Linked DNA regions of Salvelinus alpinus: region 2 is linked to region 1. A link is a contact called in public Hi-C data. All regions are on one chromosome and are shown on one strand. Each heading gives the region's core, a stretch centred on a gene start, on an enhancer-like site or on the middle of the called end of the contact. The rest is flanking DNA. Distances are from core to core; before and after follow the strand shown. Region 1 holds the start of usp36 (ubiquitin specific peptidase 36). Region 2 holds the start of LOC139571599 (metalloproteinase inhibitor 2-like).

The links. Hi-C and Micro-C count contacts between places; a contact is called where the count stands out from the background.
Region 2: a contact with region 1 is called in a Hi-C map of red muscle, with 11 times the contacts expected there. The contact joins the promoter of LOC139571599 here to the promoter of usp36 in region 1. A contact is called at or near these places in 2 of 3 Hi-C or Micro-C datasets (muscle and red muscle).

Annotation. Positions count from the first base shown.
Region 1 is chr1:22,356,732-22,363,164 of SLU_Salpinus.1, reverse strand. It overlaps usp36 (ubiquitin specific peptidase 36), which reads left to right and starts at 1,620. Exons shown (of 21, transcript XM_071394149.1): 1 at 1,620-1,751.
Region 2 is chr1:22,517,877-22,525,309 of SLU_Salpinus.1, reverse strand. It overlaps LOC139571599 (metalloproteinase inhibitor 2-like), which reads right to left and starts at 5,271. Exons shown (of 5, transcript XM_071394609.1): 1 at 4,929-5,271; 2 at 3,651-3,721; 3 at 2,972-3,074; 4 at 1,383-1,504; 5 at 963-1,229. The coding sequence starts at 5,205. The coding sequence ends at 1,101.

The DNA of each region.
Region 1 (6,433 bases), core at 371-2,870:
CGGCTGATTTCCTCCTCTTCGTCTGAAGAGGAGGTGTAGCAGGGATCGGACCAAGACGCAGAGTGGTAAGTGTCCATGTTTTAATATAATTAACTGAACATGACAAAAATTACAAAATAACAAAGAAACCTAACCGAAACAGTCCCGTGTGGCACGAACACGAACACAGACACAGGAAACAAACACCCACAAACCAACAATGAAAACAGGCAACCTAAATATGGTTCCCAATCAGAGACAATGCAAAACACCTGTCTCTGATTGAGAACCATATCAGGCCAATTGACAAACCTAAACATAGAAACACATAACATAGACTGCCCACCCCAACTCACGCCCTGACCATACTAACTAAAGACAAAACAAAGGAAAATAAAGGTCAGAACGTGACAGAAGCATTTATTTGGGCTGTAATTTCTGAGGCTGGTAACTCTAATGAACTTATCCTCTGCAGCAGAGGTAACTCTGGGTCTTCCTTTCCTGTGGCGGTCCTCAGTTTCATCATAGCGCTTTAAGGTTTTTGCGACTGCACTTGAAGTAACTTTCAAAGTTGTTGAAATTTTCCGGATTGACTGATCTTCATGTCTGTTGTTTCTCTTTGCTTATTTGAGCTGTTTCTTGCCATAATATGGACTTACCAAATATGTCTATCTTCTGTATACAACCCCTATCTTGTCACAACACAACTGATTGGCTTAAGAAGGAAATCAATTCCACAAATGAACTTTTAAGAAGACACACCTGTTAATTGAAATGCATTCCAGGTGACTACCTCATGAAGCTGGTTGAGAGAATGCAAAGAGTGTGCAAAGCTGTCATCAAGGCAAAAGGTTGTTACTTTGAAGAATCTCAAATATAAAATATATTTTGATTTGTTTAACACTTTTTTGGTTACTACATGATTCCATATCTGTTATTTCATAGTTTTGATGTCTTCATTATTATTCTACAATGTAGAAAATATTAAAAATAAAGAAAAACCCTTGAATGAGTAGGTGTGTCCAAACTTTTGACTGTACTGTATATACTAGGCGGTGTCAGAGGAAGGCCCAACAAATTCACCCAAGTCATAGACTGTTCTCTCTACTACCGCACGGCAAGCGGTACCGGAGCACCAAGTCTAGGTCCAAAAGGCTCCTTAACAGCTTCTACCCCCAAGCCATAAGACTGCTGAACAATTAACCAAATGGCCACCCAGACTATTAACATTGACCCCCCCCCCCCCCCCCCCCCCCCCACACACACACACACACACACACACACACACACACACACACACACACACACACACATAGTTTTTACACTGTGGCTACTTGCTGTTTATTATCTATGCATTGTCACTACCCCTACCTACATGTACAAATTAACTTTCGGTACCGGAACCCCCTGCATATAGCCTCGTTATTGTTATTTTATTGGGTTACTTTTTATTTAATGTTTTACTTTAGTTTTTTTAGTAAATATTTTCCTACATTTATTTATTGAACTGCATTGTTAAGGGCTTGTAAGTAAGCATTTCACGGTAAGGTCTACTACACATGATGTATTCGGCGCATGTGACAAATACAATTTGATTTGATTTGATTTGCTAACCTGCATTTTCATTGGCTTCACAAATCTGTCAGTCATGCTTGCCCACACCCTCTCAGAATGCAGCATGGGGGAAAGAATGTAACACAATTAAGGAACTGTAGCCAGGCAGAGTGTCTTTATCGCCAAACAGTCGTCGTTTTCGGATGATTGAACTTAAGGTGAGTGTTACTAATGATCAGTCTATCGATCTGTTTTTATAACGACTAAACATCTGACGGATATTGTGAGGAGGTTGGGAGGTAGCTAGCTAACCACATTGCAGCATCGAGACGCCACGTTAGTCGTTAGCAAAGTTGCTAACCAGAAAGCTAGCAGTAAACAGTTAGCTTACTGATGTTACGTGGTTATTTTTGTTAGCTAGCTATCCATTCAGTGACAGTTTTCAGTTGTTACAAATAGATACATGTAACGAATAACGCTAACTGTTATCCCTCATCTAAAGCATGTTTGTTTATCGGCTAGCGTAGTAACTAAAGTTACGTGTTTCCAACTCAGATGTTAGCTAACGTTTTCCTCTCGTGACCCACAGTACTCCGCGTGGAGACATTTTGACCAAACCAGGTCCGACTAGCTAGCGGCAATAGACGAGCTAGCTAATTACACTGCCTTGGTCAAGTTGGCTAGTTAAATATCAAGTTAGATACACAGATAAGTACATATTGAACGAGGCCCCATAACAATGAAATAAAAAGAATGTCACAAATTGCATTGTATTTGTCTCGCTTTGCAGATTAGTTAACGTTTGATGGCTAAGCTAGCTAGAATGTCTAGTATCTAACCTGGCTTGCTAGCTACTAACTTACTATGTAACGTTAGTAGTTCCTGCAGCCAACATGGCTGGCTAGCTAACTTGCTCTGTCTGTAAAATATTTGCTAGCGACTAAGTCGCGGTGTCTTATTTAGCTAACTAACAATCTACAAACACATGTTAATTTTGCACTATATAACCGTAAGCTAGTGAACTATGGTATTGTTGTACTTAAGGGGGAGAGCGCGAGCTAGTAAACAGTACATTACTGGAATAGCTAGGTTAACTTGCTAGCTACACTTCACAATCCTGTGCATACTTTTTTGTAAACACTGGTCAAGTCTCAGTCAGGGAAGTTGGCTTGTTTCCCGACAGAAGTTCAGTGTTTGAAAATATCAATGTCCAGCAATGGGACTCGCTGGGTTTATAGCCGATGTTAAGACTTGAGATTCAGCATCTTCCATGCTGAACCTCCAAGTCGAAACATATGGACTATTTGGCCTTATAAGAAGCAGGTTTGTAATACTAGCTATTTGTGGCAAGTAGCTAATGCTGGGCATACACCACACGACTAATACAATCGTAACAACTTGGATGTGCTCACATTTACCTATCTCCTTGTCCCAAATCTTTAATTCCATCCATCTTCAACCCCAGGACTGTGGTGCTCACATTACACGATGATTCCTTAGTTGATCCCCCTGCGTTTCTATTGTCGTAGGGAAAAATACCCACATGCAAACTTTGAGCTGCTTTATTAGTGTTGAGATAATGTGCACATTATTATGTGCAGAAACATCCCAAAAGAGATGGGTGCACAGAATATGGATAATAATAAATTAGATTTTTTGTTTCTGTCATGGTAGGACGCAATGTAATATTGGTGGAGTTCGTTTTGCATGGCACGATGCCCCGGGTGAGTGGAGATTTTACTTAAAGACCCTTGGAATCTTCTTAAATGGGCAAACTTTGCTAAGCTGGGGCACCTGACCATGTAAAACAAACCCGTCCATTGAAAAGGCATCCACCAATCAGTTTTCCATCACCTTGGTCCACACGGTGCGGGTTGTTGTTGCGTTCCTCTTCTCCGACATTGTTTTGGTCTCACATGCTGAGTGCTCATTGGGCATGGACTGCTGCCAATCGCATCGTAGCACTGCTCATACTACAAGATGGCAAAATCGTGTGGTGTATATTCGGCATAACCAGTCTCGTTGTTGTGGGTTATTGCCGTGCATACACTACACGTTTTTGCCGTCCCAGACACATTTTCATGTTCGAGATTAAATCCTATGAACTTGGGCTAGGATCAGGTCATTGGGACTCGTGTAGTTTGAGCGGGTCAAGGACACACTGATTCTGGCTGTTCTGTTCTCCAGACCCCCGGTGGGATGTCCCGATTTTATATTCGGGCACATTTTGGTTGTATCTTGTAGTATGAGGAGGGATACGATGCGATTGGGAAAGCATGTGAGACCCAAACAATGACGGCAAAGATGAAACCAACAGCTACCACAGCCACAAATTGAAAATTGTCTATTGTAAAAATTTCTGAATACAAAAAGTGTTTTTTGGTCTTAAGGTTAGTAGTGTTAGGGTTTATTATCATATTTTAAGATGAGAAATTGTAGAAATAGGCAGGATTTACCCATAATTATGACAGATTGGTGGAGCTGTGGAGAGAATGCAGCTGCTTAAATGTTACGTTTTCACCTCCAAATCCCTCTGTAGAATGTAAGTCCATGTTGTCCACGTCTGCCCAACCATTTGAGGGTCTGTATTTTGCCCCTCAGTCTCTCTTTCTGGTGTTTTTTGCTACGGTTGCAAAGGGTTGGAAACTTTCTGGTGAATTTGGGGAATTCATCAAACAGTTAGCTTATAACAGCGAACCATTTTTTGTGGGATACATGTAAGGAAATTCTAGTCTAGTGACATATATTTTGGTTAAACTATGCCCAATTCAATGGAATTGCAACCCTCTGCATTGCGTTCTTCCATCACATGTACAGCTGATTCTCAAGATCTTGCACACTAATGAGATGCTATTGAGCCCACACTACTACACTGTCTGAGCCAAGGACTACATGCTTTCTGTTAAGTTTTGATTACAATACTGGGTGGGGTGAATATATTTTATGACATACATAATTTTTTGTTAACTTGTAAATAGTAGCCTACAGCAAAGTGTTTAAATCATATCTAACTTGTGAACAATTTCTGCTTGTTAGTTTTAGCTTGCTTGAGTCTGCTAACTGAGTGTTAATTCACCCGTTTCCATACATGTTTAATTTTAAAACATTTATCTTACAAAAGAGTTTAATCTAAATGCTTAAATAGTTATCTGTACATGGAATTGTATTTGGTTTTTTTTTACTCCTTTTTCTAATCTTTACAAGAAAATGCCACGGGCCCTATCTGATGTGTGGAGACATTTCACTGCAGCTAATGTAGAAGGAAAAGCTGTGCACATTTGCAAATACTGTGCCAAATCATATGTGAAGAATGCAACAAAGATGCAGAATCATCTGGCCAAGTTCATTAAGTTCCCTCGGCGCGCACAACAAGCAACCTCTTACAAAAGTCCCTCTACTTCTATTCGAGGTGAAAATTATGAATCAGACACCTTATCGATAGCAATAGCTCATGGTCCTCCTGGAAACAGAATTTTTTTTGACTCAATGGACGAATGTAGTCAGAGAAATGCTGCTGAATGTCTTGCTCGAGCTGTGTATGCAACTGGTTCACCTCTGATGCTCACAGGCAATGTGTATTGGAAGAGATTTCTGAATGTTTTTCGCCCAGGAGACACCCCTCCAACCAGACTACTTATCTACTCATTTGCTGGATGCAGAGTTCAACAGAGTTCAAGTGAAGGTCAAGCAAATCATAGAGAAAGCAGACTGTATTGCAATCATCTCTGGTTGGTGGTCGAATGTTCGTGGTCAAGGAATAATTAACTACATCATCTCTACCCCTCAACCAGTATTCTACAAGAGCACAGACACAAGGGACAACAGACACACCGGTCTCTACATTGCAGATGAGCTGAAGTCGGTCATCAATGACCTTGGACCACAGAAGGTATTTGCACTGGTGACAGACAATGCTGCGAACATGTTCCTGTCTGGTGCAGAGATCAACAAGGCCTATGGTGTCATCACTACCGTGTCTCGCCACCTTGGCCTGGATGGGGGCAAGGCTCTTGGCAGTTTGGCCAAGTACACTTCCAAGAAAGGGCTTTGGGATGGAGATGCAATATGGCAGTCGTGCCAACATATCTCATCAGCCACCAGGTGGAAGGGACTTTGTGGATCTGAGGCTCTTTCCCGTTGCTTCAATCATCCTCCAAATCCCACCAACATCAGCCGCCTCAGAGCGCAACTGGTCCTTGTCTGGGAACACGCACGCAACAGGCTGACCAATACAGGGGTTGAAAAATTGGTGGCCATCCGGGCAAATGTGAGACTTTTTGAGCCTGACAACGAGCCATCCTCAACAAGGTTGGAAAGTGACAGTGAAGGTGAGGCCTCAGAGTTTGATGTTCAAGAGGTGGACATTGAGGAGGTCCAGGGAGAAGACATGGCAGCCTGAGAGAAAGACAACCAAAGCTTTAGTTTCTAGACTATCATTTTACAGATGTATGTTGAGAATGTTTTTGGGAGATACGATGGATCATTGGGGATCATTCAATATTCCCTTTTGCTTTTCAGTGAAATCATTCCATGTGAAGAGTCAACTCATTTAAGTTCAATTCATAACTAAATTGTTTTTAAAATTTTCTTTTGGAAGGATTTAATAATTTACAATTGTCTGTCTACTTATAGGGTGTGTGTTTCTGTCTCCATATTATATGGTAAATATATCCAAAGGTGAAGTATCCAATAAAAAAAACATATATATTTAAATTATATTAATATTAGATTGCATATATTTCCGTTAATTCCCACAAAGTTTCCACATCTGAATATTCCCCAAAATGTGCAACCCTATATTTTGCAAATAATCATGTGCACACTTATAAAGGCAGAAGCTCGCTGTTTGCATGTCGGCATTTTTTTGTTTGCAAACCATAATGCAAAAACAGTTTAGTTT
Region 2 (7,433 bases), core at 4,022-6,521, 160 kb before region 1:
ATCAGGAGAAAACAAATTGCCTCACCACTCTGGGACTTGTGACACCTCTGACCAATCAGATTCTGGGATATCACAGGTTGTGCATGGCGCACGGAAAGTCTAGAAAGCAGAGTGCTGCTATTATTTTAACGGGAAAGAACTCACTCCAGATACATTTCTGTAAGGAGTTTATGCTTGTGTAACAGCCTAGAATGGGGTTTAAAACCGACAGCTGCATATACTAACACGGCATATCCTACACATATAGCATAACCTTGCAATACAATCTTAACAAATAAAGCTGGCCAAAATGTATACAATGTTCTCTGCAATTAGATAAGTTTCATTTCTAAACCAGATGAGTTCTCAAATGTCAGCAGCTGCCCAAGACGTTGGTGAGTACTCATAGTGGTGAGTACTCATAGTGGTGAGTACATAGTGGTGAGTACTCATAGTGGTGAGTACTCATAGTGGATGCACAATGTCTGGGTGGTTTCATACTTAACTACACCATGCTTAGAGATAAATGTCTGATTTGTTCCCCCATCTACCAAGTACTGCCCTTTTAGAAGGCTTTCAAAACGATCCCTGGTCTTTGAAGGTCTGCTAAATGACTGAAATGTATGGACTAGTCATCCCACTAAAGAACATTACTTAGGAATGAGTCCAAGTTGTTTAATGGTCAACGTCATTATAGGTAAAGCCCTGGTTTAGACCCAACTACTAAAGGGACACATGTTGAATGTTGCAGATAGAAATGCCATTAGAGCCGACATGATTCCTTTCAGAGAAGACAGTTTGTTCTAGACATGAAGAACATACCATCTGAACTACTTACATTTCACCCTGCTTGATGCTTCAGGAAAACTGATCAATTTACATATAACCATATCAGACAACACAGAGCACCATTTGGGGTTTTGATAACAGCTTTGGTTCCAGTTAAAAAAACAAATTAATGTCAGAAGAAATTAACACAGTGCTATGTGTGATTTGTTTATTTTACAAGAAGTGACCAGTAAGATGTGTTGGTTCATTTAAATCTACACATTTGCAGCTTTGTCATCTAGACTCACTGAGCGGATGGCTTGTAGAGTACAGGAGTCTTCAATATCTATGAACTACTGCCAAGCACAAGACCCATTACTCTTGATACAGGCAAGGTTTTGGCCATTGTTAGTCCCCCAGTCCATCCACAGGCATGCATCTGTGGTGCTGATTGGACAGGGGAGGGAATTGCAGTGGATGATCTGTGGAGCAGAGAGACCAAGATCACTGATCATTATCCCAATACTCTAGCTCATTTATTTAGCCAATGTGACCAGAGTAATATACTCCCTTTTAGAAAATGTGCTGTGGAAATATTGGTGTACAGTAATATGACTATAATTCCCATCACACACCTTGCAATCGCAGCCACTTTTGTAGAGGCGAGTCAAGCCGTTCTTTTGTGCAGCACTCACGTCCTCCCAGGGCGGATTATAGCCACACAGTGTTACATGCATCCTTCCAGTCTCCAGCTTGCCTACAGACAGAGGAGATAGTGAGTCAATGTACCATGGGGGAAACATGGTGTAGGGTACTGTTGCCCCTAGATGCTGATCTTGGCTCAGTTCAGCATTTGTTCCACTAATGGTTAGGATACATCTCTGGGTATAACGTCACCCTGGAGTGTGAAGACATACTGATGCAGCCCAGAACAGAGATTTCTCATCATAAGTGTACATACTAGTAATAAGTAATGCATTAGTTGTACACATTTCCAGTGCCTATAGACAGTCTAATTCCCTTGAACTTACCACATCGTTTCCAAGTTACGCAATACCACTGAACAGAAATATAAAAATGGAAACTCAGCAAAAAATAAATATCCTCACTGTCAACTGTTTATTTTCAGCAAACTTAACATGTTTAAATATTTGTATGAACATAAGATTCTACAACTGAGACAAACTGAACAAGTTCCACAGATATGGGACTAACATAAATGGAATAATGTGTCCCTGAACAAATGGGGGGGTGGGGGTGATCATTTCCCACTACCTCCATAGGCAGAAATGTAACCCATTGAGCATATTTGAGATGCACTGGTTCGAAGTGTTCCAGTTCCAGCCATATCCAGCACCTTCGAGCGGGACAACATGCCACAAGCTACAGCCTAAACTATGCGTAGGTGATGTGTTGCGCTGCATGAGGCAAATGTTGGTTACACCAGAAACTTGTTCTGATCCACGGCCATAGATTTGTTTTAAGGTACAGTATCTCCGACCAACAGATTCAAATCTGTATTCCCAGTCATGTGAAATCCATAGATTAGGGCCTAATGAATATATTTCAATTTACTGAAATGCTTATACGAATATTATATGTAAAAATTTTAGAAGCTGTGGCATTGATATTTTTGTTCAGGAGATTAATAAAAACCTGAGACTCTAAACATGTAACATGTTGTGCTATATGATGCTCACAAGCTAATCAAGAGTCATTAGAAGGTAAGGGGTTCTTCTAAAGAGAAGATAATACTTTATTTATGAATGCTGTAATTAGCCTAGTGGTTAGAGCGTTGGACTAGTAACCAAAAGGCTGCAAGATCGAATCCCCGAGCTGACAAGGTAAAATTCTGCCGTTCTGCCCCTGAACAAGGCAGTTAACCCACTGTTCCTAGACCGTCATTGAAAATAAGAATTTGTTCTAAACTGACTTGCCCAGTTACATAAAGGTAATTTAAAAAATGTAAAGTATTATCAAGTATTTGCTTTAGCAGACCTCATGTTAACATTTGTCAATGAAACTCAATGCCAAAGTCTACGCCAAATTGTTTACTTGTAGCCCAGGTTATCCTGAAAATAGAAGTGGTAAAACACTGAGGCTAAATCTAAGGGCTGGACATGCAGATAAATGGAAAGCTGATTTGTGGGTGAGTCTCAGGACTGATGGGGTTAGGTTAACCAGTGCTGGCAATAGAACGTGGGTGACGTATTGAGAAAAGCACCTGTGAAGAGATACTCCTTGTTGATTTCCAGAGTCACACCGCATGCGGCTGGGGAGGATGCAGTGTAGATGGCGTGGATAACCTGGTTAGGACATTTGAACATCTAGCCAATCACAAGGAGAGAAAGGATCTGTCAAACATCTACACATAGTTTAGAACCTCACCAAATACAGCTCTCAGCCACTGTCAGTCTACACCCTTTGATATTCACAGATCTGTAAGGTGCAAGCAGTCATTTATTCCAGTTACCACACCCAGCCTCAAGGACGGCTAGCTCATGTCTAAAGATTAGTAACCATGTAAGGCACAGTGGGAGTTTTAGTAGAAGGGCTGTATGAATTAAACACAGCAATGTAGCAACCTGTGACATCAGAGGGCCAACTATCTGGTAGAATGTAGTGATGGCTTTAATGAAGTGGCAGCTGAGTTCATATAGAGTATGTCACCATAGACTTGGACCAACAGGAACGTCAACTGATAACTACATTAATACTTTAGGGAGAAGCATTATATAGAAGTAGACTCTTTCATATGGTGGAAGCTCCACAACTGCACAGCTTAAACCTATCCATATACTTAAGATCTGGAGCCAATTGGGACCATCTGTCAGACTGGGGTTCAGGGGCTTCAATGTTCAGTGCAGGAAGGAACAACCACTTAATAAAAATGCTGATCATACCTTGATCTGTTGGATGTCATACTTGATCTCGTTAGACAAAGCTTTCTTGCCAACCACCTTCGCCCTGATCACTAGAAGAGGGAGAAAAGGTTAAACATTGAAATCTATTCCGGTATACAGGTCTGTCACACTGATGGTTTAAGGGTGATATGGATCAGAGAACAGTGTAGAATGCTTTACAGACCCAAAATTTTACAGTCTTCTCAGAATGTTTGTGCATAAGTTAAGACTCAGTGTAACATTCTGGCTAGGTTTACACCAAAACAGATGTCTAGTCCATTTCCCTCCTGGTCCTACATTCCTAGCGCTGGTCTTCTGCTTTTAATTTGACACACCTGGTTTAAGCATGCCCTCTGTAGATGATTGGTTCAGGTAGGAAGATGCAGCAGAGTGTCTGGTACAGTAGTTGCTGCTATACGATTATGCCATAGAACAGAACCTCAAGTCATTGGCACATGGACTCGAAAAGGCGTCGAAAGCATTCCATAGTTATGCCGGCCCATGTTGACTCCAATGCTTCCCACAGTTGTGTCAAGTTGGCTGGATGTCCTTTGGGTGGTGGGCCATTCTTGATACACAGGAAACTGTTGTGAAAAACCCAGCAGCGTTGCAGTTCTTCACACAAACCTGTGCGCCTGGCACCTACTACCATGCCCCATTTAACGGCACTTCAATCTTTGGTCTTACCCATTCACCCTCTGAATGGCACACATACACAAGCCATGTCTCAGGGCTTAAACAGCCTTCTTTAACCTGTCTACTCCCCTTCAACTACTCTGATTGGAGTGGATTGAACAAGTGACATCAATAAGGGATCATAGTTAACTCCTAGCCAGTCCATGTCATGGAAAGAGCAGGTGTCCTTAATGTTTTGTAAACAGACCTCAATGTGTAGGCACACTATGCCTAAAGCAAAGCAGGGCTCTCAACCCTGTTCCTGGAGAGCTGCCGTCCTATAGGTTTCGCTCCAATCCTAATCTAGCGCACCTGATTCTAATAATTAGCTGCTTGATAAACTGACTCAGGTTCGTTACAAACGGGTTTGATTTAACATTTACAGGAGCATAGCTCTCCCGGAACAGGGTTGAGAGCCCATCTTACTGTCGCCTACTTAATTCTGTAAATAAGTGTGAGAATATGTAAACAGGCTTAATGAGCATGTCCTAATTATTTATACTACGACCACAGACAATACATAAAATGTTTCCATGCTGCGTATTGATAGCTTCAACATGTGAAGAAAAGCTGAAAAGTGAAATGTTGCCAAATTCGCCTTACCTATATCTGCATCGCAAAAAGCCTGTTGGGGATGCGGAGGGGAGCATTTGCAAGCCTCTGCGATGTCTTCGACCCGCCAAAGGAACAGAACGAGCAGAGTAATGAAACTGCTTACATACCGCGTCATTTGGAAACGAATTATGGTTACCCAAATATCACAAAAGGATCCGACTAATGAAAGTGTGAGGCGTAAATTACAATAAAACGTATTTCCCTTCGAGACTGTTCCCAGGACGACGTATAACTCTCGGAAATACTTTCCCCTCAACGTAGACATCCGCTATTTATTGCAGGCTGTGAGCTCCTCCCCCAGTCAGAACCCAGCCTATGGTAGGCTGAGCATTCTATTACTCCAGAACAGCAACCATTCATTAAAAAAATCCTCTAACCAATGGCTCAACCACAGGCTCAACATGCCCGGCTGCCATAAATTGGGGATGAAACTGAAATATCAGTTTTAGTTTTTGGGGGGCTCCCGAGTGGTGCAGCGATCTAAGGCCCTGCATCTCAGTGCTAGGGGCGTCACTACAGACCCTGGTTTGATTCCAGGCTGTATCACAATCTGGCCGCGATTGGGAGTACCATAGGGCGGCGCACAATTGGCCCAGCGTCCGGGTTTGGAAGGGTATGCCGTCATTGTAAATAATAACATGGTCTAAGCCTACTGGAATTCCTTCAAGTTTTGTTGCTTTCAGTAAAAAAAATAAAAACACCTGGTGGAATTTTATAGCAGGCTCAACTTGCCCAACTGCTCAGTTCACTTGCCCCTGTCATCCCATAAATGAGATGAAAATGGCAGATTGTTGTTGATAAGCGCCTAAATTGGCTGTACAGTAACACGCTATACATGACATAAGAGCTCAGGTTCTCCGCTTCACAGCACTGGTAGGGGTTTTGACTGACAGCCGTTATAAACTTGAGCACCACAAGAGACAAGAAGATAACACCTTCCCTCCCGCTAATTTGGATACTTTTGCACATTTGTTGTTGTCTGAGTGAGGGAAATGCGTTAAATTGAGAGGAGTCGATGTGTTATAAAATATGTGATATTAAGGATTATAATAAATACCATTTTGATGTCATACAAGCAAACCACTCACATTTCTGTATTTGAAAATTAATGTAATTTACAGTATCAATGTTTATGATCTCTATTTTTTATCCACAGTTACAAGGATGACATACGTTATAGCCTGGGTTGTCCTGAACAGAATGAGCCTATCTGCATCATATTGTGAAGAAAAATTGCCACGGAACATACATTTGAATGCTCCAAAGACACAATTCTATTGCACACCAAAGTTATAATCTGTTTGTCTGAAGTGCCTTTTGAAAGCCTCCCAGCTAGCACATTTGGTTGTTGGAATGTGGGAATGGGTTTTTGGTTTCCCATTGGTTCTGGGAACAAAGCCATCAGCTTCCTGACTGGTAAAACGTATTGTTTTTTAAACATCCTGAGAGCTGAAATGTGAACTTCACCTGTTCCGGGAACATTTATTTTTAGGTTGCAGGGAGGTTCTGAGAACGTTTTACTATGGTTCCCTGAAAGTTTTCCTGGGAAGTTTTATTAATGTTCTGATAACAGAAATGATAGGTTATTTGAAGATAATTCAATAACATTCTGAGAACATGTTTCAAATAAGACTTTTAATAATACTGCTAGCTTAGTTTGGGTTGACTGTTTTCAACTCTAAGCACAGATAGGACACATGGAAATTAATTTGCTTAGGCATTCATTTTTTGTTGTGGAATCTTCTGTTCTCTATCCATAGAATTAGTCCACTGCGCCACCGGGTTGGAGCTAGCATGCTAAGTCATACAAAGCTGTTAATATGAGTCTATTCAAACACACCCATTTCAAAGGAAACAAGCACTCATTAAGATCAGGTGTGGACAATTAGTGGGTGCAGCCAACAAACCTGAGTTCAGTAGTAAAAATGTGCTTAACAAGTCACATAATAAGTTGCATGGACTCACTTTGTGCGCAATAATAGTGTTTAACATGATTGTTGAATGACTACCTCATCGCTGTACCCCTCACATGCAATAATCTGTAAGGTCCCACAGTCAAACAGTGAATTTCAAAGACAGATTCAACCACAAAGACCAGTGAGGTATTCCAATGCATTACAAAGAAGGGCACCTATTGGTAGATGGGGGAAAAAGCAGACAGATATCCCTTTTAGCATGGTGAAGTTATTAAATACACTTTGGGTGGTGTATCAATACACCCAGTCACTACAAAAATGCATGCGTCTTTCCTAACTCAGAGAGGAAGAAAACCGCTCAGGGATTTCACCATGAGGCCAGTGGTGACTTTAAAACAGCAACAGAGTTTAATGGCTGTGATAAGAGAAAACTGACGATGGGTCAACATTGTAGTTACGCCACAATACTAACCTAATTGACAGAGTGAAAAGAAGGAAGCCTGTACAGAATTAAAATATTCCAAAACATGCATGCTGTTTGCAATAAAGAACTAAAGTAATTCTGCTAAAAATGTGA